Regions from separate parts of the Mus musculus genome. Here region 1 is linked to region 2. Evidence: chromatin contacts called from public promoter capture Hi-C data. All regions are on one chromosome and are shown on one strand. Each heading gives the region's core, a stretch centred on a gene start, on an enhancer-like site or on the middle of the called end of the contact. The rest is flanking DNA. Distances are from core to core; before and after follow the strand shown.

The links. Capture Hi-C pulls out chosen DNA fragments and counts their contacts.
Region 1: a promoter capture Hi-C map of liver shows a contact between it and region 2. The contact joins two enhancer-like sites. A contact is called at or near these places in 12 of 115 datasets of contacts at active chromatin or transcription factors (bone marrow-derived macrophages, cardiomyocytes, craniofacial prominence and 8 more) and 4 of 9 other capture datasets (adipose tissue, embryonic stem cells, liver and 1 more).

Annotation. Positions count from the first base shown.
Region 1 is chr4:150,483,090-150,487,698 of GRCm38.p6, reverse strand. The region is part of intron 7 of Rere (arginine glutamic acid dipeptide (RE) repeats); the gene reads right to left. Among named protein-coding and RNA genes, the nearest start is that of Gm52709, 18 kb to the right of the region's middle. Within about 2 kb of position 1,433, at least 103 of the 459 cell types and tissues checked have an H3K27ac peak or open chromatin away from gene starts, as enhancers often do. A contact at or near this core is called in liver, where this site is marked.
Region 2 is chr4:150,300,714-150,305,361 of GRCm38.p6, reverse strand. The region is part of intron 1 of Rere (arginine glutamic acid dipeptide (RE) repeats); the gene reads right to left. Among named protein-coding and RNA genes, the nearest start is that of Rere, 21 kb to the right of the region's middle. Within about 2 kb of position 2,436, at least 14 of the 459 cell types and tissues checked have an H3K27ac peak or open chromatin away from gene starts, as enhancers often do. A contact at or near this core is called in liver, where this site is marked.

The DNA.
Region 1 (4,609 bases), core at 184-2,683, 180 kb before region 2:
GCAGCAGAGCACTAACCTAGCATGAACCATAATGGTTGGCTGACACTAACCCCCCCTCAGTTAAGTGAACGTGCATGCATATGCCCCTCCCCCCAAATGCCTAAAGACCATCCACTATAAACACCTCAGCATACTTGGAAAAACAAAACAAAACAAAAAAACAACTAACCAACCAACCAACCAACCAACCAAACAAACAAACAAAACATTTCAAGTGCCCTGATTCATTCTCGCACAACACTATCTATAAACCTAAATCTATTAAAACTCATTTTGAAAGATTTCTAAAGCCATGTAACAAGTCCATCTCACTACAGCAATACTGAGGACCAAAGTACTCAGTCACCCTGCCCACAGAGCAGCCAAGAGAGGCCCTGGTAAAACCCTGCAGAACAAGCCTGTCTACCCATCCAGCGTTCGCCTCCCACAAAGCACTGTTTATCATTATGAAATAGCAGGTACGCAGGTTACTCCCGCCTGCAAACTAAATGATCTTTACACCACTCAGTTATAACTTAAAGAAACATCACAAAATTCCCTCAAAACATAAAAGATTGGAAAAAAGGACAGGACCAACTGTTTCTCAGAAATGGAATGGAGTCAAAAAACGAAAATCTTTTCCAAGAACATGAGTTCTTACAGATTCTTAGAGCAGGACATGGTGCTCGGTACCATGTGCAGAGCCCTGTTCATCCTGTGAGACAACATGAGTTCTAAGCTGAGGAATCTACACATTTTCTGCAGAAATACAGCACACCTCAGTCACAGGGCTGAAGGTGAGACTCAGTTATAAGAGTGCTTGCCCAACATGCATGAAGCCCTGGGTTTGATCCTGAGGACCACATGTGCCAGGCAACCCTCGAATTCAAGGAGGTAGGACACCCAAAGTTCAGAGGCTCTCTCAAAAATGTAAAATTTCCTAAGTTCAGAGAGAGAACACATAAGCAGATTTATCTGAAATAGTTTCCCTTTGTCCCAACACATGAAAACAGGGCGACGGGGCGGAAGAGCATTTCCTTAGACCTGCTGCTGCGCTTAGACAGCGCAGAGCTGCTGAAATGGAGCCGGGCATCAAAGAAACTCTTTCACATACAAGAGGCTAACTCGTTACGACGGGAAAGAACTTAATAGCTACACACAGGAAAAAGTTACTATTACATAAAAAGTTACTCCAACTCAAGAAAATCTTATTTTCAAAATTATTGTTTGGGTCTCATTAGCTGCCCTGGGTGACAATGATGGCATGCAACCCAAGTGTCTTCTTCTGACCCCAGGAGGGATCCTGGCTTGTTCCTCCTCAAGAGGTAAACAGGTGACTGGCAGATCGTCCCCTGTGTGTGTTTTTCTGACATTTTGTTGTTGGCTAAGACAGGCAGCTTGTGACAGCTCCCCTGAGGGAGAAGGCAAGCAGGCTACCTACTTCCTCTTTCTTCCAGCTCATCTGCATTTTGAAAAACAAAACAACAGCTCCAAGTGGGGCTGGCTCTCCAGAGAGCTGCGCCCTGGACAGCTCAGCACTGCTTCTCCCCACACTTGCTCACACTGGCACTGGACACTGCTTCTCTCCACACTTGCTCACACTGGCACTGGACACTGCTTCTCCCCACACTTGCTCACACTGGCACTGGACACTGCTTCTCTCCACACTTGCTCACACTGGCACTGGACACTGCTTCTCTCCACACTTGCTCACACTGGCACTGGACACTGCTTCTCTCCACACTTGCTCACACTGGCACTGGACACTGCTTCTCTCCACACTTGCTCACACTGGCACTGGACACTGCTTCTCCCCACACTTGCTCACACTGGCACTGGACACTGCTTCTTCCCACACTTGCTCACACTGGCACGGACACTGCTTCTCCCCACACTTGCTCACACTGGCACGGACACTGCTTCTCCCCACACTTGCTCACACTGGCACTGGACTGTGGTGGCTGCGGCACTTGCTGTTTCTTTTATCTTGGTTGGTGGTGAATTGTTCTTTCAATGTCCTGTCATTTCTAAGAGCAAAGCTCAACATTCACAGACAGTTTACCCGCAGCCATCTTCCACAATCTTGCACTAGGGTACATCCCTCCTAAAACTTCTTACATATATTTCTGACATGGGGCATCACTGGCATGAGTCTGCTTTTTATATTATCTCCTTCTTGACACTTTAGGGTCACAAGCAGGCTTCCCTGGAGACCAACGACAAGCCTGACCTAAATGCCTCACACTATGAACCAAAGATATACTTCCTAGTCAGGTTCATATATGGAACCCAGCTCTGAATTTACAGGCTTTTAAATATTTTTTTTCAATATCTGAAGATGTTTATGTTTTCTGGCAAAAGTTACTGAAATAAGAAGATCTGGGCTTTGTGCTATGTTGTTGAAGGCTTTTCAGACAGGATAGTAACCAAGGAAATGCTGATGTAGCTCATCCCCAAAGCTATACAAAGATCTTCCATGAGATCAAAGTATGGAGCACCTTGTCAATGAAGCTATGCAACAATGCCTATAATTACCAAGAAGTTACAAAACACCACTTTCAGAGTTCACAATGCCCACTTTCACATGACAGATGCAAAACAAAGCCCAGGAAGAGAATACCTTATGGATAGACACAAAATAAAGTGCTAGCATGAGACTAGAAGGCAGGCATGCTGGGCTCTAAGGAGAGAATCCTTCCTAGGGCTCTTAACTGAAAGATGAAGCAGTCGGTTAAACGGTTATGAAGTACTAGCTGAAACAAATCAGGACCATAAAAAAGACATAGAACTGAGACGTGGCTAAGATATTTATTGCAGCTCAACCAAAGACTCTAGTGTTTTGGCTGACTACATAGTAGGTTTAACTGGTTTTGTTTACCAAGATCTCTGAGCTGAAATTTCTTTCTTTTGGGGAAATGGTTTTAAGGCAGGATTTCTGTGTAGCCTTGTCTGTCCTGGAACTCATTCTATAGACCAGACCGGCCTTGAAGATCTACCTGCCCCTGGCTCCAGGGTCTATCACTGGTCTCTACCTAGGTTAGCCCTCTCTACCTTTCTCTGTTCTCCTGCTGGACCCTTCCTTCTCCCACATGCTCCCTCTTTTGCTTTGACCTATAAACAGATTTACATTAGTCAAAGCTAGAGTCCAATGTGTACCCTCCCTTTAGGTCCTTCCTGCCCGCTACGTTTGTGTCCTTTATACATTTGGAAAACTTTAGATTTTACATATGATAGAATGAGTGGGTGGGTGGCACTTGTCTCCTTTATTCCCATTATGCTCTGGCATTCCTTACCCCGTCCCTCCCCCTACTCATCGCTCTCTCCCACACTCTGCACCTCTAGCTTTCATTAAAAAAAAAGCACACGATGTTTGTCTCCATAGTAATTCCCTGTAAAACGTAGACTAAGCAGAGGTTCTCTGCTCCCACTGTTAAGACTGCTTCCTTTGCTGTGCAAAAGAATCTTATCCCATGGAACACTAGTTGTCAGTTTTGATTATTTATTGAGCTACTGGAGTCCTTCTCAGCTCCAGGTCTTACACAGGAATTTTTATGTGCACTGGATGACTTTTGTATGATATGAGAGACAGGTTAGACTCACCCTTCTCCACATTGGGTATCTATCTAGTCTTAGCAGCACCTTTTGTGTGAGGAGGCTCTTTCTTCTCCACGTCTATGTTCTGCATCTTTGGGAAAGACCAGTCTCTGAGCAGCACTATGCTGCTGTGGTTCCATGGCTCTGGGTCTGCTTAAGTAAGGTACACAATCCCTCCCTCCCTCCCTCCCGTAGCTGTTAAAGCTTTCTGTTCAGGGCTGCGTTAGTTACCTGAGATACTTGTGCTTCCACATAAATATTAAGATCACCTTTATTTAGTTCTATAAAGAATATCAATGGAAGGGAATAAAAAAAACTATTTCTAGACTGCTCTTAGGAATACAGCCATGTTCACAGAATTAATTTCGCATTCTTATAAGCATTGGAGGTCTTTTCTTCTAAGTGTCTTTAGTGGGTTTAAAAAAAATAATTGTATTATATTTGCATATTAATTGTCATTTATCTGTGTCTCTATGTGTACGCTTGGGTAACCATGAAGACCAGAAGAGGACATCAGACCCTCAGGAGCTGGAGTTACAGAGGCTGGACACTGACTCAGGGCCTCTGGCAGAGCTTCATGTGCTCTTAAAAGAGTCAGTTCTCCAGGCCTAAGGTAGTGTTCTTTTTTTTAATGATTTGTTTGTTTGTTTTTTGTTTTTTTCGAGACAGGGTTTCTCTGTGTAGCCCTGGCTGTCCTGGAACTCACTTTGTAGACCAGGCTGGCCTCGAACTCAGAAATCCGCCTGCCTCTGCCTCCCAAGTGCTAGGATTAAAGGCGTGCACCACCACACCTGGCCCTGGGGTAGTGTTACATTTTTCCATTGTAAAGGTCTTTTACTTCTTTGACTAGGTGCATTCCTAGCGTGCAGGGAAGGGGGTGTGTTGTTTTCTTTGTTACTGTGGCATTAGGGACTGAACATACTGCCTATGTGTTGCTAGTTTAATACCCTACCACTGAACTACATACCTACCCCAATTTTATTTGGAAGATTTATTAATTTAATTTATATGAATACACTGTTGCTGTCTTCAGACA
Region 2 (4,648 bases), core at 1,187-3,686:
ATTCAGGCCATCAGCGCTCCCTCTAGACATCAACTGCTTTTTAGTGGTGTCTTACACCAAGCATCTGCCTCAAAGTTAAGAGGGTCTGAAGAAGCTGTGAAGGGTGAGAACATAAAAAAGCAAGGATCTATTTTTATACAGGAGCATAAAGTGAACCACGATGGTGAGAAGCACAGTTAGGGACAGGGCCCGCAGTCATGACAGCTGCATCAAAAGCTAAAGAATCCCAAAGGCTCAGAGCTGAGCAGCTACAACACTGACAGCATGTGGTACTCTGTAAATGTTTTGCAGCCTTCACATTTCCATCCTCCACAGTCACTTGATCACCTCAAACGATGCCTTGGGTTTCAAAGTCACTCTCATATCAGCAAGGCTGGCAACCAGCATCCTGGAAACTTGTACAAACAAGATGTAGGCAAAAAAGGACTTGCAGGTGTGAGGAGTTTATGAGCACTCACACTCACTCTTCTAAAGAGTGATAGAATACGATCACTTAAATCAGAAGAGAGACACTACCCAAACATCCTAAAGTAAAAAGATGTACATGGACACCTCGTGAGAACCAGCAATTAACCAGGCAATTCCTCCCCAACTCAGGGCCATTCAAAGCAGTAAATAATTATTTAAATAAAATCAAATTTAAGCTGGGTAGTGGTGGCACACACTTTTTATCCTAGCATTTGGGTAGCAGAGGCAGATTGATCTCTGAGTTCTAGGCCAGCCTGGTCTACTGAATGAGTTCCAGGACAGCCAGGGCTACACAGAGAAACCCTGTCTCATATATATACATACACAGACAGACAGACAGATATATATATCTGTATATATACACACACACACACACACACACACACACACAATTAAGGATCCACTAGGTATTTGAATTACAAATAATCCTGACTCTTGACTCCCAGAAGGAAAAGGAACGAGGGGGGGGCTTCTGTGTTTCCTTTTTCAGGCTTGACTAGAATGGGGAGTCTGTATTCTCTCCGGAGCCATGTTGTAGTAAGGCAGGAGTACCTTGTTCTCCAGACTCTTGCTCTCCCCACCCTTACAGATAAGTCTACACTCAGACCCCAGGCTAAAAGGCTTTCTCCCCTGCCAATCTGAAGTCAGAGAAGCCTGACTGCCAGTGTATAGCATGGACCAATCACGTGGTACAGGAGAGAAAGAGTCCTCATTGCCATGTAGACCTGATCTCTCCTCAGAACCCACCATGGTGCCATCTAAAGATCTATGGAGCTAATAGCTCCTTTAGTAAGTCTCTTATCCAAATACCAGTATTCCTCAGTGTCCCCACTGAAACTCAAACCCAAAGTCTTTCAGTTACCTCTAGCTCTCTCTGTATTTGTATGAACCTAACTGAGGCAACCTATTCTCATTTTTAGTTCAATCTATTAATACCGCCATCTCCCACCATATTTCTCCACAAACAACACCTTTACAGAGTTCTGGGACTAGACCCATACCTGGAGATGTTGGCAGAGACAGAAAAGGCTTTATCACTCTCCTAAACTGCTTTGCTTTTCCTCTGGAAATTGAGCCCAGAGCCACATGCATGCTGGGAATAAGATACCTTTTAGAAAGTCAGCCATGGTGGAAGGCATCTATAATCCCAGAGAGAAAACTAAAGCCAAGAAGATCCCTAGTTCAAAGTCATCATGGAGTACATGAAACATGGTCTCAAAAAGAAGGGGTTGTGCCGGAGGTGGTGGCGCATGCCTTTAATCCCAGCACTTGGGAGGCAGAGGCAGGCGGATTTCTGAGTTCGAGGCCAGCCTGGTCTATAGAGTGAGTTCCAGGACAGCCAGGGCTACACAGAGAAACCCTGTCTCCAAAAACAAAAACAAAAAAGAAGGGGTTGTATTATATAGCTCAGTTGGACTAGAGTGGTTGTCTAGGTTTAGAGAAAACCCTGGATCCAACTCCTAGTACCACATAAACTGACAGTATGAGGGAGGTGTAAATATATAATCCTAGCACTTAGGAAATGGAAGTAAAAGCTCAAGGCCGGAATGAAATATATGAACCCTGCCCCCAGCCTCCTTTGAGATCTCTCTCTGGTCTGAGAAAAAAACCAAGAAGTCTGAGGAGAAACTAGTGAGATAGCCCAGAAGCCTAATGACATATGCAAGCAAGCCTGGTAAGTTGATTTTGATCCCCAGAACTAACCTAAAGTTGGAAGGACAGAACCAACCTTACAAAGTTGTGGACCCCTGGGCTTGCTGACCAGCTAGTCTAACCCAGTCAGTGAGCTTCAAAATCGGTGAGATCCTGCCTTAAAAACTGTGCTAGAGAGCAGTAAGAGAAGACACCTAGAGTCACCGAGCCATCTCTCCAGCCGCTCCTGTACTTATGCGCTGCTGTCCTCATGTCATGTAGCAGCTAAGAAAGCAGAGTGCAGGCCCATACACCAAGCCCTGCCCAGGTGAAAATGGACTCTGGACCTTGCATTTCCACGAGGAGGCTCGCCAAGCTTCTTGTAAAGCACAGGGGCTGTCACGCTCAGGACAGTAAACCTTCAATAATACATAAATATATACAGTGGTTGGTTTGTCTACTTGCTTGTAAAGTAATTTGTGGCTGGACGAAGGCTAAGTTGTTAAGAGCACTTGCCACTCTTGTAGAGAACCAGGGTTGATTCCTAACACCCACATAGCAGCTCACAACCATCTGAATTCCAGCTCCAGGGAACCCAACACTCTCTTCTGGTCTCCAAAAGCACTACATGCGTGTAATACACAAACATACTTGCAGGCAAAACATTCACTATACATAAAATTAATATTTTTTTTAAAACTGATTTTTCTCATCTCTAATCAACAGCACATCTAGCAAAATACTATCTCAACCTCAAATGGGCATGTTACACTAGAAGTTTCTTTTCATTTTGGCCAACTATTTTTATTTGTGGATAAACCTCTGAGTGAGTGAACAGCCTCCAAAGTACAAACAGAGTTATGTACAAATGTAGTTAAATACTATGCTGCAGCAATGATCTATATAATCATGCCAATGACCGCAGTGTAAGTCAGAATCGTCTTCAATCTTCCTATGACGAGCTAAGGTGGAAGAGGGTATAAGCAAAGCCACGCCCTTTCCCTGTCACCACGGCCAAAGACCTTGCTGCTGGAGGTCTAATGAATGCTCACAGCGCTTTTCAGAAGTGCTGAAGACACTCTCATCCCCAGTGGCACAGCTCAAAAGCTCCAGGGCTCCAAGGCCTCTCTCTGGCCTGCAGAGGCAGCTGTGTCACACACACATACATACATGCACGCCGTCCACCCCCATACACACACTTAATCTTTTTTTTTTCCCTTTGGTTTTTCGAGACAGGATTTCTCTGTGTAGCCCTGACTGTCCTGGAACTCACTCTGTAGACCAGGCTGGCCTCGAACTCAGAAATCCGCCTGCCTCTGCCTCCTGAGTGCTGGGATCAAAGGTGTGCGCCACCACACCCAGCTACACTTAATCTTAAAATAGAGTCCTTTTTAAAAATAAATAACAAGTAGAAAGGAATAAAAACACACGAAAATGTCAAGACACACAATTTTAAGGATATTTTACTAATAAAAAGAATTGGTAACTAAATATTTAGTTACCAACAAAGGAAAGGGGGTTAGATGCTTAGTTTTCATCAGTTAACAGTAAACCATTTCTGACAGGACTCGACAAACAACGTTTTTCTTTTATTCCTGGAGACAGGGTCTCACCATGTAGCTCTGGCTATTTTGGAACTCACTATGTAGACAAGGCTAGCCTTGAATTCACAGAGCTCTATCTGCCTGTCTCCCAGGATCTGGGACAAAAGGTGTGCGCCACTACACCTGGCACTCACATCAGAGTGTGACACAGTGCGGGGAGTCTCCTCTGTATGGGATCACTGAGCAGTTAAGCAAAGCTGCTAGAGCACTCCGTGACACAGGAGCTGATGCCAGAGGACACATACAGCCGACTCCAGTAACAGACAAACCACTTACAAACTATTTCCCACACAAGATATCTGTGTGGCTCACAAAGGAATCACACATGGGCAGACAGCTGCTGCTGAACTGGGGCAGTTTAATCAACTCACCAGAAGAACAAGTATTTTACTAAGGACTAAGAAATCTTAAATTTTAATATAAATAAATAAATTAAAAGGCCAAAGTAACAAGGGACTTAATCACTGTGTTTTTTTTAAAAAACTAATTTTAAACCACTTACCCTATTTTTTAAAATCTTCCCATCTCAGAAACCGTCCTTACTTTCAGAAAAAGTTCAGGACTTTCTATCACCTCGAGCAGTTGAAAATCAGTTTCAACTATAAATTATTTAAAAAAAAAAAAAAAGAAAAGAAAAATCACAGCCCACCCACTCCCTATCCAGTACCAAAGCACCTCCAAGATTCCAAAGCAGTTGTCACATATAACTCCATTTCAGAACCCAGCCAGGCTGGCTGCCCTCCCTATCAAGAAAAGCCTCAGACTGGGAAACCAGCAAAGGCTTCAGCATCTCAGCTCCCAACTGGAGCTGCTGTTCTGAAAGAGAAGGCCATGGGCTCACTGGTGTTGATGTGCAGTATAATCAAGCAGCGGCTGCTGTGCTGGCTACATTCCCATGGTCCTGACACAGAAACCTAACAAGAAGCAACTCAGAGGAGGATGTG